Regions from separate parts of the Mus musculus genome. Here region 2 is linked to region 1. A link is a contact called in public promoter capture Hi-C data. All regions are on one chromosome and are shown on one strand. Each heading gives the region's core, a stretch centred on a gene start, on an enhancer-like site or on the middle of the called end of the contact. The rest is flanking DNA. Distances are from core to core; before and after follow the strand shown.

Region 1 (6,564 bases), core at 1,131-3,630:
GTAGGGGCGCTGGGTGAGGCTCAGGGTCCAGGGGCTCTTCCATTCCCTGTCTGCTCAGCACCCAGATTGAGTAGCCTCTGAAAACCCCACTATTCTGGGAGTCACCTGTATAGGCCATAGAAGTAAAGACACTTGAAGGGCAGGCTCTTCTCAGCCTCCTCTGTCCTCCAAGCCCAGTCAAAGTCAGATGGATGTTCACCGACTTTGAGGGATCTCTCACAACTATTCAGGGAAGCCACTGCCTCTCAGTCTCTTGGATAGAACAGGGACAGTCTCCAAGTCCCATCCAACGGAATTCGTTGCCCCACCACCACCACCACCAGGGGCTCCAGTTCTCTCTCAGATTCCCAGGGAGCCTTTTCTCCTGTCTTTTCCCCACCAAGCCCCAGCCAGGCCAAGTAGGACCTTTTGTGTATTACCTTGCACGTGTTACCTGCTCGAGTCTTTGGTGGACGGCAGCACCTGGTCCAGCAGTGCCCACTCTATGCTGTCCCGCTGTACCTTGGGCCTGATCCCCTGAGGAGGAGGTGACTGTTACTCAAAATAAGACCTGCCTGGTCTCTCTGACCTCACTGAAAGCGTATGCCAAAGGCTTCTGAAGTGGGTAGCCACCCTCCCCTGCTGGCCATGAGGAGCCACTACAGAGATGGTAGCATAGCCATCTATAGACCTCTAAGGACCCTCATTGCTCTCAGGCAAGAGCTTCTGGATTCAGGGGTTCAACAACAATAGACTGGATAAAATCCCCCATGTCTGCTCTCCGTGTTCTTCAGCTGAGTGGTGTGCTTGGTTGGTCTCAGTAGAGCCAGATGAGAAGGGAGGCTGACCTCACCACAGAAGAGAATTAGAGTCCCTTTGGCACTAGTGTGGGACTTCATAAACTCTACATGACCCTCAAGGCCAGATTGAGCTGGGCATCCACAATATTTAGAGCTCACTGAACCCTATCTATCTAATGGTATAGATGGAGGTATAGAGGGACACATAGGTTCTGTCCAGGAAGGTTGAGCTGGCCCAACAACTCCAGGGGCCTCTAAGGGGCAGGTGCTTGGAGCAGAGGAGAGCAGGAGAGAAGCTCTGTTCTATGAGCCAGCAGGCTAGAAGACTGGCTCCACTCTCCTTCTGATCACAAGCTGGATCTTGTGTCTCTGGCATTCTATGGCCCCATCTCTAACACATAGGAGGTGGATGGTGGGTCAATCCAAACCTTCCAGAAACTCTTAAGATTTGGTGGAGATTGGCATACTGTGGGCCTCCTACTGGTCATCCTGATGTCTCTAATCTCAGGATGCAAAAGGACCAGAGCCCTGTCTGTGTCCCCTAGGGCTCACCTACCATTACTTTACACTCCACATTGGCTTTTTCCCTGAACTGAACAGATCCACAGACCCCACCAGCCACACACGACAAGCCATGGGGTCTGGGAGGGTTAAGAGAGTGAATGGCAAATGCCAGGTTGGTCTCTTGCTACTTGGTGCTTCAGTTTCCCTAGAGGCTGACCAGGCACATAAGGCCCAGAAGAGTGTCCATGGTTGGATGGTGCCCCCTGGAGTCTTGAGGAAAAAAAGGCCAGGCACATGGCGAGGTCTGCTCATGGCCAGGTCTGCTCAGCAGGGCCCACATCCCTGGACAGAGATATGACCTCCAGGTCCACTACTTAGTATGGAGCCCCCAGACCAATAACAGGCCCAAGCATTGCTCAGCCCTCCCCAGTTACTGAGGAAGATGGACAACCAGAGGCAAGGTTTAGGTGATCATTTCTCCTATTAGGTGATCATTTCATGAGACGTGTTCCAGTGATGTCCACTTGAAAAATAGGCCTGGCCTCGAAGAAGGGGCTGTGTGTGACATGGGCTAGGGACCCAGGGCTCTTCATTTGGTGGGTATCTTGAGCTGTCTCTATGCTGGAGAAGCAGGGCAGAGTTGCAGGAGGTGCCATATAGAGTTAGACACCGATCTTGAACAAAGTACCTGCTCCTACAAGCCACCTCGGGCAGAGGAACAGGGGACCAAAGAACCCAAAACCCAGGCTCTGATGACCCTTCCCCCAACAGCCTGACTCAAGAACAGCCTTGGTCTAGACCCAATCCTTTCCTCCTCTCTCCCTCAGCCCATCAAGCATGTGCCCATTGCTGAGGGGGGAGGGTAGGTAAAAATAGCAGCTGACACCTTTCTGGAACAGTTAGGGACCTTGCCTCCTCCTCCAGGCATGTCTCCTCCATCCTTGCCTCCTTGGGCCTCCTCTGGGGCATTCCTATACTTGGTCAGGGGCCTGCTTGGGCACACCCTCCCCCTTCCCATGCCCCAGCCACCCATCTGCTGGCCAATGGGCTGCCAGAGAAGATCAGATGTCACTATAACATGAAGGGGTGAGGCTGTTGGACAGTGCCTGCTGCTGGTCCTGTCCACAAGGAGCCCCCAGCCTTTCTCAGACTCAACTACAGGTGTGTATGGATGTGAACAGCCCGCGTAGGAGTGGGCAACTGTGTCTGGGCTTGGCTGCCTAGCATCTAAGGGGAGTTCAATGGGTCCTGTGCCTCTTGCTGTGTTGTATTTTGGTAACTAGAAGCATGGTGCTTGAACCTTGGGATGACATAAAAGATCTGGTTCTAAACCAGAATAGAAAAGCACAGGAAGTGAGAAGGAGTGGGGCTCCTGTGTGACTCAGGACAAAGGAGACCTCCTAAGGTAGGATCTAGGAAGAAGGGCAGAGGGTGAGATAAGGATCGAGTGAGTCAGAGGACATCATTCAGAGCTCTAAGGGCGCCTGCAGCTGCCTGCCTGGCAGCTGGCTGGAGCCCCTCTGAGACTCTGAAAGAATGACCTTAGAGAAAGAATGTGATTTCAACTCATCCTTGGAGCCCATGGGTCTGCCCTTTTGCAGATCTGGGCTTATCTCAGATCACCCTGGGAAGAAGCTCAGGGGAGAGATATCTGTGAACCCCTGGGGCAGATTCCTAAGGTTCAGGTGAAGACAAACAGGAGCCAAGCTGAACCAGGACAGAGGGAATGAAAGGAGCCTGGGCCTGAGCAGGAAGCTCATATCTGATCTTGTGGCTGGGAGACCAGGTGGCCCCTAGCCCTCCAGGCTCCCGCCTTTGTTAAGTTGCCGGGCTGGGATTCCTAACTTCCTGAGTTGAACTTTCTAGATGTCCTTGGGAATCCTTGGAGGAAACCGGACCTAGCAAGGTTGTTCAGAGCAGACTAGGCCCAAAGCAGGAAGTGATAAGGGACCCATAGCAAGTGAGTGGCAGGGCCCCCTGCCCCTTTTTGGCCTTTGTCACCTTTGAAGGAAAGGAGTTTGGCATGGATCCCCAAGGAAACTGACCTCACAGGCTATTTTTGTGAACCTTCTTCTAAGCCCAGAACCCTCTACAGAACAACTGTTTTCACTCTCTGTTGTTTATTGGTCATCTCTGTCCCATCCCTGACACCCCACCTCTGCCTCTCCCCAATTTATAGAAATGTTGAAATGGGGGTGGAGATGCACAGATATGCTCAAGTGGGCCTTCTGGACCTCTTTAGAAGACCAGGAACCTCAGTTTCTCAACCTCAAACAAGGGCATTGCTACCTCACTTTGGAAGGGTACAAGGCTGCCCTTGCTGGATGGATGCCTTTAGGAGCCAGGAGGGGAGCCAAGATGGCTAGGTTGTTCTCAGTACCCTGCCCCCCTGCCATCTTGGGTTTCAGGGCAGAGGAGTCTTGCTAATTTTGATGCCTATTTTTGGACACTTCAGCTGCCACTGGCTCCTTATAAACGCATGACACCCCATGCAAACACACTACCCCTCCCTCCACTGCTGACAGGTGTGTGGGTCCAGTAGAAACCAGAGGTAGCAAAGCAGATGGGGCCTCTGCTCAACTGATCCACCCCACTGGCCTTCCACCCCACAGAGTGTCCCTGTTGGAGGGGGCAGTGCAGAAGACAGTAAAGAAGGCAGTTAATACTGGTAGGGATCAGAGCAGAGCAAGATGATGGGTAGCTCTGGCCAGATGGCTTACTTGTGGTTGGTGAAGTCTACACAGAGGCTCTGGGATGAGGCAGGGCTGAGCCTGGTGCTTGGCCACGGGCCTCCCAGGTATCTGTGGGTTAATTCTGCAGGAAGTTTCAGTTGTTCTGGGAAAGCTAATGTTATCAACAGGGTCTAGAAACAGCCCCCATCTTAGCACCAAGCTGCTGGTGCATTTTTAGCCCCTGAACAACAGTTTTCTTATATGTGCTCCCTGGGGACACCAGAGCTATTGTCTTTAAGTCAGCTGTGTTGTGTTTTTATGACCTTTGTTTGTCAAACCCTGAGTCAACATTCTGATACAGTTCTTTGAAGGTTCCCAGGCCCCCAAACACTGTAGGCATGTACAGTGACCAGTTCACAGGAACCAAGTTCTCTCTCCCTGTAGCCGCCATGCCCGAGCCTGTGTATCCAGTCCCAGATGTAGTGCTAGGAGATCTTAGGCTCTGTTAGCTCAATCCATTCAGCACATGGGTGTGAAACTCGGGTTTCCCACAGAGAAGTTTCTCAGACCCACCCCTGTGAGTTCAGTCTCCATGTATTTCACAGGAATGGAGACAAGGAGACTGAACGTTCATAGGTTCTCTAATTTGAAATCAGAGGATTTCAGAGAACACAAAAGAGGACCTGGGGTACCCCCAAATGTAGCTTGGACTCCCAAAGAAAACGTGAGGCACAGTAGAAAGTTTGAGCTCACCCAGGGAAGAAGAGCTGGCAGACTGAGGCTATCTGTCCCTTAAAGTGAGGCTCAGCCATTCTAGGGTGATTCCCTAGCCAGAGGCCATCAGTTGAGACAAGCAAGGATATCCCCAGATCCAGAGGATCCCAAAGCTGTGCATCCCACAACCTGTGCATGTTTGGATGGCATTCCATGAAAATGCTGGAGAGGGGACATCTGTCCAGGGTGGAATGCATATGACAACCTTTCAATAGCCAATCAGCTATGGAGTCTAAGTTCCAGGGCGGAGCCAGGAAAAGAAGAAGGGGCATCAAAGTCATGGGGAGAAAGGCCAATCAGGGGAATCAAAAGGTAGCCCTCAATTGCAGTCTACACACATCCCCTCTAGGCCTCAGTCTCTGAGAGCCCACTCTTGTGACGCTTCTAACCTAAGGTAATTCCTCACTGTCCCTTCTGTTGATGTTCCCTCTCCAGATACAACCCACCGCCACTATGTCTGACGAGGAAACGTGAGTACTGTATGGTCACCTCTCTTGCTGGTGGGATGGAACTCCTGGCACCTACAGACATCTGCCTCAAGTCAGCAGCTCAAGCTCACCTCTCTCTCTCTCTCTCTCTCTCTCTCTCTCTCTCCCCCCCCTCCCCCCCCGGCCCACCCCACTGCTACTCACCCACTATGACAGTGAACAAGTTGAGGGTAAGTATCTTCTCTATTTTCCCTCTATATGCTTCCATCTCTAGATAGTAGAGTTGCTCTTGGTGTGGGGAGGAGAGCTTTGACTATGGATAGCATTCATTCCTTGGGGACCCATTGCCCAAGAGTCCCTGACCGGCTAGATCAGTCATTGAGTTTCAAAGACACCCCTCTCCCAAATTATCTTGAATCTGTGGCTTGTTTTTTTCCCTGTGATGCTCACACCTTGACCTGCCCCAATCCTGTATACTTGCATATCTGTGAATCCCTGAGAACTCGAGTCTGAGTGGGCAGCTTCCCTGTCCTTGTTACCTTTGGTCACTCACATGGCCACAGTAGGGCATGCAATCTAGAGACATCCAATATCTACCTTGTGGTTGAGATATTTTCCCCTCTAAGGCCACAAAGCCTCTGTGTTCATGTGTGTGTGTGTATGTATGTGTGTGTGTGTTTTCGGATGTGTTCATATGTGTGGACCAGAGGTCAACCTTGGATGTCATTTTTAGGAGCTTGCCTTTTGAGACAGGGAGGGACTCACTGAACCTGAAGTTTGATGATTAACCTAAGCTGGCTGGCCAGCAAGTTCCTTGGGGTCCTCCTGTCTCTGCCTCCGCAGCCCTGGGGTTATGAGAGTGTGCAAACACACTTGGCCTTTTATTTGAATCCTGGGATCTGACTTATATGGCAAGCACTTTGCTGCCTGACCATCTCCCCATGCTACCACAAAGCATCTCTGAACTGAAGATCCCAGACTGATGTCTAGCCAGTGAAAGAACCAGGCTGTCTAGGGACAGAGCAAGTTGTCCTTCAAATGCCTCACCACCATCACCCCCTGTTCTATCTCTGCTAATTTGGCTCCCTTTTTTTTTTTTTTTTTTTTTTTGTTCTATTCTAATGCAGAACAATACGAAGAGGAAGGTAACTCAGGAAGCCAGAGGCCTCTCAATGCCCATCCTTGGGAAGGCCTTGGGGGAATCCTCCCTGAGCTGACAATTAACTGTCTACTCCCTTCCTCATGAATGCACTATTAACCATCATCACTCATCATTAATTAACTGTTAATGATTAATAATGCCATGATTTAATTAATGGTCAATGGTTTGATCATTAATTAAGCTATTAATCCTCTATCTCTTCGATGGGTTAGTAGACACTCATTAAACACTCACACATGCCCGGT
Region 2 (6,564 bases), core at 2,931-5,430, 160 kb after region 1:
TCTGGGATCCAAGTCTTAGCCAATTTGACTAAAGATCCAAATGGAAAGAAGATGAAGGGGGGGGGGCGCCGAATTATTTGATTTTGCCAATTGTTTTTAAGCCAATTAATTTTTAGTATGTTTTTAGCCAATTAATTTCTTTAGTTATTTAATTTTTAGATTATCAGTTATGGAATTTCTTAAAAGCCAATTTGTTTTTAAAGGGACTGTAGTTTTTAAAGTTTTTTTTAATGTGAATATATAATTTGGGGGGTGTCAATTGGGTTGTTTAGAGCCAATCAAATTTGGTTTTTTAGAACTGCTGAGATCCCCTTGCCCGATGGTGTGGGGCAAGGGGAACAGCCTGATGTGGGGAGGCGGGGCATGGGGGTGGGTAAGGAGAAACCTGGGGAGGGAGTGGAGCAGAGAGATCTTAGTGTGGGACGTGATGGAACTGTCCCTGCTCAAGAGGAGGTCACAGATTGATGGTACTACATTGCAGAATTACCACATAATTTGATTCACTGATGGTTGCTGGACATCTCCGAAGAGGCTCCCCCGTGGGCGGGGTCTTTGGGTGGTAACACGATCAGGGGACGATGACGTTTGGCCTCTCTGAACTCTTTGAGCTCTTTGGCAAGCATGCGACCCCGGCGGGCACGCAGGAGGGCAGGCAGGCCTCTGCGCAGGCGTCCCGCGGACTGTCTCCAGGTGTCATATTGGAAGAACTTGCCCACGGGGTATCTGGGGAAGTCGTCCTGGAGAGGAGGTGCTAGTCAGCAGGTTTCAGGGTATCATGTTAGCCTGAGCTCCCATCTAGGTGTCGCATATCCCCAGCCCCACTAGAGTCACCCCACCTCAGGGCAACTTCCCTGAAATATCTATGTTAATGAGCAGAGGCTGACAGTAAAATGTGTGAGGGGGGCTTCGTGGTACCCCAAATCAAGAAGTGAGTGGTCTCTTTGTCTCACCCCATAATTCCTTCAACCCCACCTCGCTACCTACCGGAAGTACGGCCTGAGAGGTAGACACGTCCCTCTCGGACTTGGCGGGGGTGGCACAGTATGTCTCCAGGAGGGCCAGGTCGCAGCTGCGGAAGCAGCACTCTTCCACGATGCCACGGCTGCGACGGTTGGCACGGCTTGAAGGCCTGCCTGGAAGTTCCACAGGACAGACAACTTCAGTTAGTGTCTACTGGGGTCAGCACCCATTGGGGTGGCCACCCCAGCCCCGCCCCCCAGGAGGGGAAGGCTGAAGAAGGAACTACCCCTGCCCTTCCACTAGACCCTGGCCGGATACTAGGTCACCCTGCAGGGATGTGGTAGAAGTGTGAGCCAGACAGGCCAAGATGCCCAGAAAGGAAAAATAAAGGTGCATGCTGCAGGACCAGCCCCTGGCATCTGGTGCCTCCTGTCTGGTAACTAACACAGCACAGCTTCACTGTCCCACAGACTCCATGGAGACCAGAGGCCACACTGGAGTGGTTTGGAAAACAGGGAGGAGGAGGGGGTGAGCCCCTCGAGGGGGCCATGGTGGACACAGGTGTGGTCCCTGTACTTGGGGCCCGTCCTGAGGGGCCCACCCCCAACCCCCATCGCTGAACTGTGACAGGAAGGGAAGATAGGGCAGGAGAGAACAAGACGGGAGGGGAGGAGTGAGGCACCCAAAAACCACTCCCTTCTCTTCTCCCGTCTTCCCCCTCTCCCCCACGGTCCGAGGTTGGGCTTGGGGCCCTCCTATCTGTGAAGCCCCTCCGTGCAGGAGTGGCTCTCGACCAAGGACTGGTCCTGCAGTACCCATGAGCAGTAGTTGTTTCCAGAGCAGTTCACAGGCAGGTAGGCAGAAGTGAAGAAGAAGAGGCTGCGTGTCCAGGACCAGGCGAGGAAGATAGAGTGGCCCATGCCAGCAAGGATAGTCATCCATTCTGGTGCCCCTGCCCCTCCCAGGCATGCCCCACCCATGTGTCCCCATCACTGCCTTCTGTGAGCAGTGAGCCCATGCCCAGCCCCTTCCCCAACTGGGAAATCAAGAGAAGCATGAACATTGAAAGCAGGCAAGCACCCCATGTTGTAGTCCTGGGAACCCCTCAAGTTGGATGGCCAAGGTCCAGCTCTCCCCTTGTACCCCCAAACTACACGTGCACTCTCAACCTGGCTGAGACTTGACATCCACATTTGGTTTTGCTTTTATCAACTTTAAAAACTTTTAAAACTATCAGACTTGTGACTTTGAGATTACGACCTTGCCCGGGGGGGGGGGGGAAGGGGTAGCTTAAGAGCAAGGCCAGACCAGTGTACTAATTGTCACCCCATCCAGGGAGGCTTGCTTCCCCCGCCCCCACCTCTCTGGAGTTACATACTGAAGTAGAAGCCGCGGTCCGAACAGACAAACTGAAGCGTGTCAACAAGCTCCCCTCCGCACAGAGTCTCTCCGGGGCCGTAAGCAGCGATGCAGCACAAGGCGAAGGCCAAAGAGATGAGAAGCACCAACATCGACTTCCCCACTGGGATCCCCATTGGTACCTGGAGAAAGAAACGCAGGCTTTGAGCTAGAGGCCCCCAAGCCACACCCCTAATCCCAGGAGAATGGCTCACCCCCACCCAGGCCCCACCAAAGACACCTATCATCTCTTAATTAAAAATGCAATTGGAATCTGAAAGACAGCCATGTCACTATTTATTTAACCTGTGAAAACAGGGGGACTTGAATTGCTGAGGTCAAAAACTACTTTGAGTGTGGAGAAATTCAATGGACCCCAGGAAGGCACCCCGTGGTGGCTTTGAACTGTAAGAAACCCTTGAGGACCACCCATCCATGGGCGCAATTGCAGCTTAACCACACCCACAGCAGCAGGGGCCAGTGCTGGACACTGGACCTGGTTTCCATGCTATGACATCATGGGGGTGGGGCCAGCCCAAGGGCACATCACTACTGCCACTCCTACTCTGGCCTCCAAGCATTGGCCAAGATGGCAGATAGCTCCACCCCACCCACCATGGAGCATGTGCATCCAAAGGGACCATTCCCAACCTACCCGCCCCCCAGCTGGCCACCCCTCCCTAAGCAGCAGAGCCAGCCCCACCCATCCACCCCACCTCCCAGGCCATGGTGAGCAGGGCCCATGTCAGAATCCAATGGTTAGCGCAATGGGATAGCCAGCACTCCTGTGAGCCTTGCTCTCCAGGGTCACCCAGTCCTCCAAGTATAGACTTTCCTGGGCACCTCAGAGCTTGCCATCCATGGTCAGGGACCCTAGAGGGTCCCTTTATGGCCCATAGAATCATCTTTCTGATAAGAGCTAAATTTACCCAGGGCAGCAGTTTGGGTCCTTGGGAGGCTAAACACCCCATTTTGGAGGGACACACCCCCTCCACAGGCTATGTGGCTACAGGCGGGGACAATGGTTAGCTAGCTTTTTTAGTGGTGGGAGGCCACGATGACCCACAGTAAGCCACCCTTGACCCTTCAGTTAAGTAGAGCCCTCCAGGCCGCAGCCTCAATCTCTGCTCCATAGGCCCAGGGGATTTCTTGCTGCAAAGAAACATGTGAGAGACCAGTGCGGAATAATCAAGAAACAAATTTGTTCGAGCTCCCTTGGGTAACTAAAAGTCATCTTTGCCCACTTCATCAAGACCCAGACCGATCCTCCCAATACCCTCTGTGCCACCAACCACTTGCGATCAGCAGGCTATAGCTACAGCAGTTAGTTCTGGGGGCGGGGGGCAGGCAGACGGAGCTGACCTCGAAGTCCCTTCCCAAAGCCAAGACCACACTGGCTGGTTCAGCCCAGGTGTCCAGGAGAAGCAAGCAGGAGATTGACCAGGAGGCAAGGGACAGGTGAGGGCCCAGGGAAGGCCCGAATTTGTTGGAGTGGGGAGGCAGAGAGGAAGGAAAAGTAGAGGACTGGGCAGGTAAGGAAGCCTGGATCTAGTGGGGGGCATAGGACAGAGGCTGAGGGAGAACGAAGGCTTGGGAGAGGTAGCAGGCCCGGCTGCAAGGGCAGAGGCCTCAGGCTACCCGGTGCCCTGACCACCCCACTGGGCAAGCCGGAGTGGGGATGGCAGCAGGGTCCTGGCTCCACAGCCCTGGTTACCTGAAGTTGGGTAAGGAGGCCGCTGGGGCTGGAAGAGGATGAAGACAGGAAAAGGCTGGAAGGTTCTCACAGGAGAAGCTAATGTCCAGTTTGCGAACTGGTCAGTGCCTCCGCTTTTTATGTCTGAGTGGCTCCTCCCAGTCCCGGCTCCACCCTACCCCCCACCCCCTCCCTGCTGACCACTCCCCCCGCCCCCTTTGCACCCGCCCCCTCCCTCCTTCCAGCCAGTCCCTTTTCTCCTGCACCCCCAAGAGCTAGCCTTGGACCATTCCTTAGCAAAGCACCACCAGTGGGAGGGGGGCCTCATCGTGCGCCCCCAGCCCTTTCTGCACAGACCAATGGGGGGAGGGAGGGGGCTCCTTCCCACATCCTCCTATGGAAAGTTACACCCAGTAAAAGGCAGGGGCAGTTATTTCTCTTTGAACTGTAACATTTCTGCCCTTCTGAGCCCGAAACCGTCCCCTCTCCCCCCAACATTCCAGGTTGGGAATGTTGGGGACAGAGTTGGGGTGTGTGGGTGGGGGGAAAAGCTAACTGTGGGGTCTGGCTTGACTCTTTTACCAATTTTGGGGGGCTCTTGGCCCCGCCCACCCACTTTTCCTTCCTGTCTCATTGGCACAAAGTCAACATACCAGGGTGGGCTTCGGAGACTCTGCCCCCCTCCTCATCACTCAGCACCCTTGGGGGGGGGTGTACAGGGCCTGCACAGCACGAATCGTACATTTTATGCAGCTCATCCATCCCCCCCTTCCCCAACACACAGTAAAGCACCAGGAAGTCTCCTGTGAGTTCAACTTACACACCCCCTCCCCAACAGCCCCCATACCCCCGCCCCTTCCCCCACTCCATGGCGCAAGGGGGAACAAAAGTTTGCTTAGGGAACGAGCCCCCAGCCCCCCACCCACCGCACCAGTCCCGCCATGCCCAAGCCGGGCTCTGCGCACCCCCCACTCCCAGGGCCCCTGAGAGCCCTTACCTGGAAGCCGGCGACGCTGCCGCCCATCTCCCTGCTGCGGGTATGCAAACCGAACAGCGGGCGAAGGCCCTTCTGCCGGGCACTCCTCTGCCAGCGCCGCTCTGCCCGAGTCGCAGAGGCCGAATGTGCGACGGGACAGAACGGGGAGATGGCTTTTTTGGTGGGGAGGGGGGCGTCTCTTCTGCTTCTTTAGGGTATCTTAGGGCTGGGGCGGGCCAGATATTGTACTTTCGGGGGGGAAAAGGTATCGGGAAATGAGGTCAGCTGTTGTATCAAGGATAGTTGGGGGGCAGAGATAGTGAGAGAGACAGAGTGAACGTGAAAGGGGGGGACCACAGAGAGGGAGAGAGGGAGAGAGGACAGCGAGAGGCGGGTAGGCTCACAGCGGGAGAGGACAGCACGGAGAGAAACAGAAAGCGTATAATTAATCCACTTGGGTAGGCGAAGGCAGAGGGCGGACGTGAGGGGGAGGGAGTCTGAGGCGAGGAGGAACGGGGAGGGGGCAGGAGGGGAGCTTAGGAAAGGTGGCGGGTAAGCGGGTGCGCGAGGGGGGGCGCACCCTAAGCAGAGGAGAGGATGCAACTTCGAAGGACCGAGGACGGTGTTGAGGGGGGAGGAATGGAGGCGTCACCCCGGCCACGGGCACCCAGCTCGGTTAGGGTCGACGGAGCCCTCAGCCGTCGTAAGCCCGGGCTTCTTGTGGGGGGGACAGGCGTGGCGGCGCCTCAGCTGCTCGGGACTGCAGCGAAAAGAGGGGAGCAGCCGGGCTGCGCACCGGGGAGGGCTGGGAGGGGAAGCGCGGGGGATGACAACGCCGGCGACCTGCAAGCCGGACTGCCTGCGGTGGGGACCGCCTCCTCTGGCGAAGCAGGAATGGGGTGTTGAGGTAGATAGAGGAGGAGGCGGTGGGGAGATCCGCAGGCCCGACGGAGCGCGGCCCCGCCGACGGCGCCCTGCACAGGAGTTAGCAGCAGCGAGGTGGCGGACGGCGTCGACGCGGGGCCGCCAGCCCGGATGGAGGCGCTGGCGGGCCGAGCGCGGGCGGGCGTGGGCCAGGAGGCGGGGGCGGCCGGAAGGGGGGGCCGGGGGCCGGCCTGGCCTCACGCAGCTCCGCCGGAGAGCAGGCGAACTCCGGGCGCCAACGCCCGGTTCTTATAGCCGCGCCACCCCGCGGCTCGGCGCCCGCTCGGGCCCCGCTGGCCTTACGCCCGCGCCAATGGGCGTCCGCAGGGCCCTCGCCCCGCCCCGGGACCGCCCCCGCAACTCGAGCCACGCGGGGAATGCGGGTCGGGGGCCCTGGGCACGGGGGTTGCCGGTGGGGGGGGGGAGTGGAGTGCCTGGTGGCAAAGATGGGGGGGGGCTGTGCGCCCCAACAGGCCCACTAAATCCTGGGTGTCTATCCCTAAAAATCGAGGTCCCATGTCATGTTTCCGGGGTGCCCTGTGCTTGTGCAACATGGGCGCGTGGTGCGAACCAACGTGCGTGGCACCCTAGGCCTCAGTGGTAGTGGCAGGAC

What was found. Capture Hi-C pulls out chosen DNA fragments and counts their contacts.
Region 2: a contact with region 1 is called in a promoter capture Hi-C map of pancreatic islet. The contact joins the promoter of Igf2 here to the promoter of Tnnt3 in region 1. A contact is called at or near these places in 20 of 39 promoter capture datasets (the 3T3-L1 cell line, 3T3-L1-derived adipocytes, the C10 cell line and 11 more), 16 of 484 Hi-C or Micro-C datasets (the CH12 cell line, the G1E-ER4 cell line, cardiomyocytes and 8 more), 17 of 115 datasets of contacts at active chromatin or transcription factors (the NIH/3T3 cell line, cardiomyocytes, craniofacial prominence and 9 more) and 4 of 9 other capture datasets (adipose tissue, embryonic stem cells, liver and 1 more).

Annotation. Positions count from the first base shown.
Region 1 is chr7:142,496,456-142,503,019 of GRCm38.p6, forward strand. Tnnt3 (troponin T3, skeletal, fast) reads left to right here and starts at 2,381. Exons shown (of 18, transcript NM_001163664.1): 1 at 2,381-2,444; 2 at 5,165-5,199; 3 at 5,374-5,387; 4 at 6,285-6,302. The coding sequence starts at 5,183. All of the region lies in intron 1 of Prr33 (proline rich 33), which reads right to left.
Region 2 is chr7:142,653,316-142,659,879 of GRCm38.p6, forward strand. Igf2 (insulin-like growth factor 2) reads right to left here and starts at 4,181. Exons shown (of 4, transcript NM_001122737.2): 1 at 4,073-4,181; 2 at 2,339-2,501; 3 at 985-1,133; 4 at 1-737. The coding sequence starts at 2,495. The coding sequence ends at 501. It overlaps Mir483 (microRNA 483), which reads right to left and starts at 1,681; the gene lies at 1,609-1,681. It overlaps Igf2os (insulin-like growth factor 2, opposite strand), which reads left to right and starts at 6,365. Exons shown (of 4, transcript NR_002855.3): 1 at 6,365-6,564.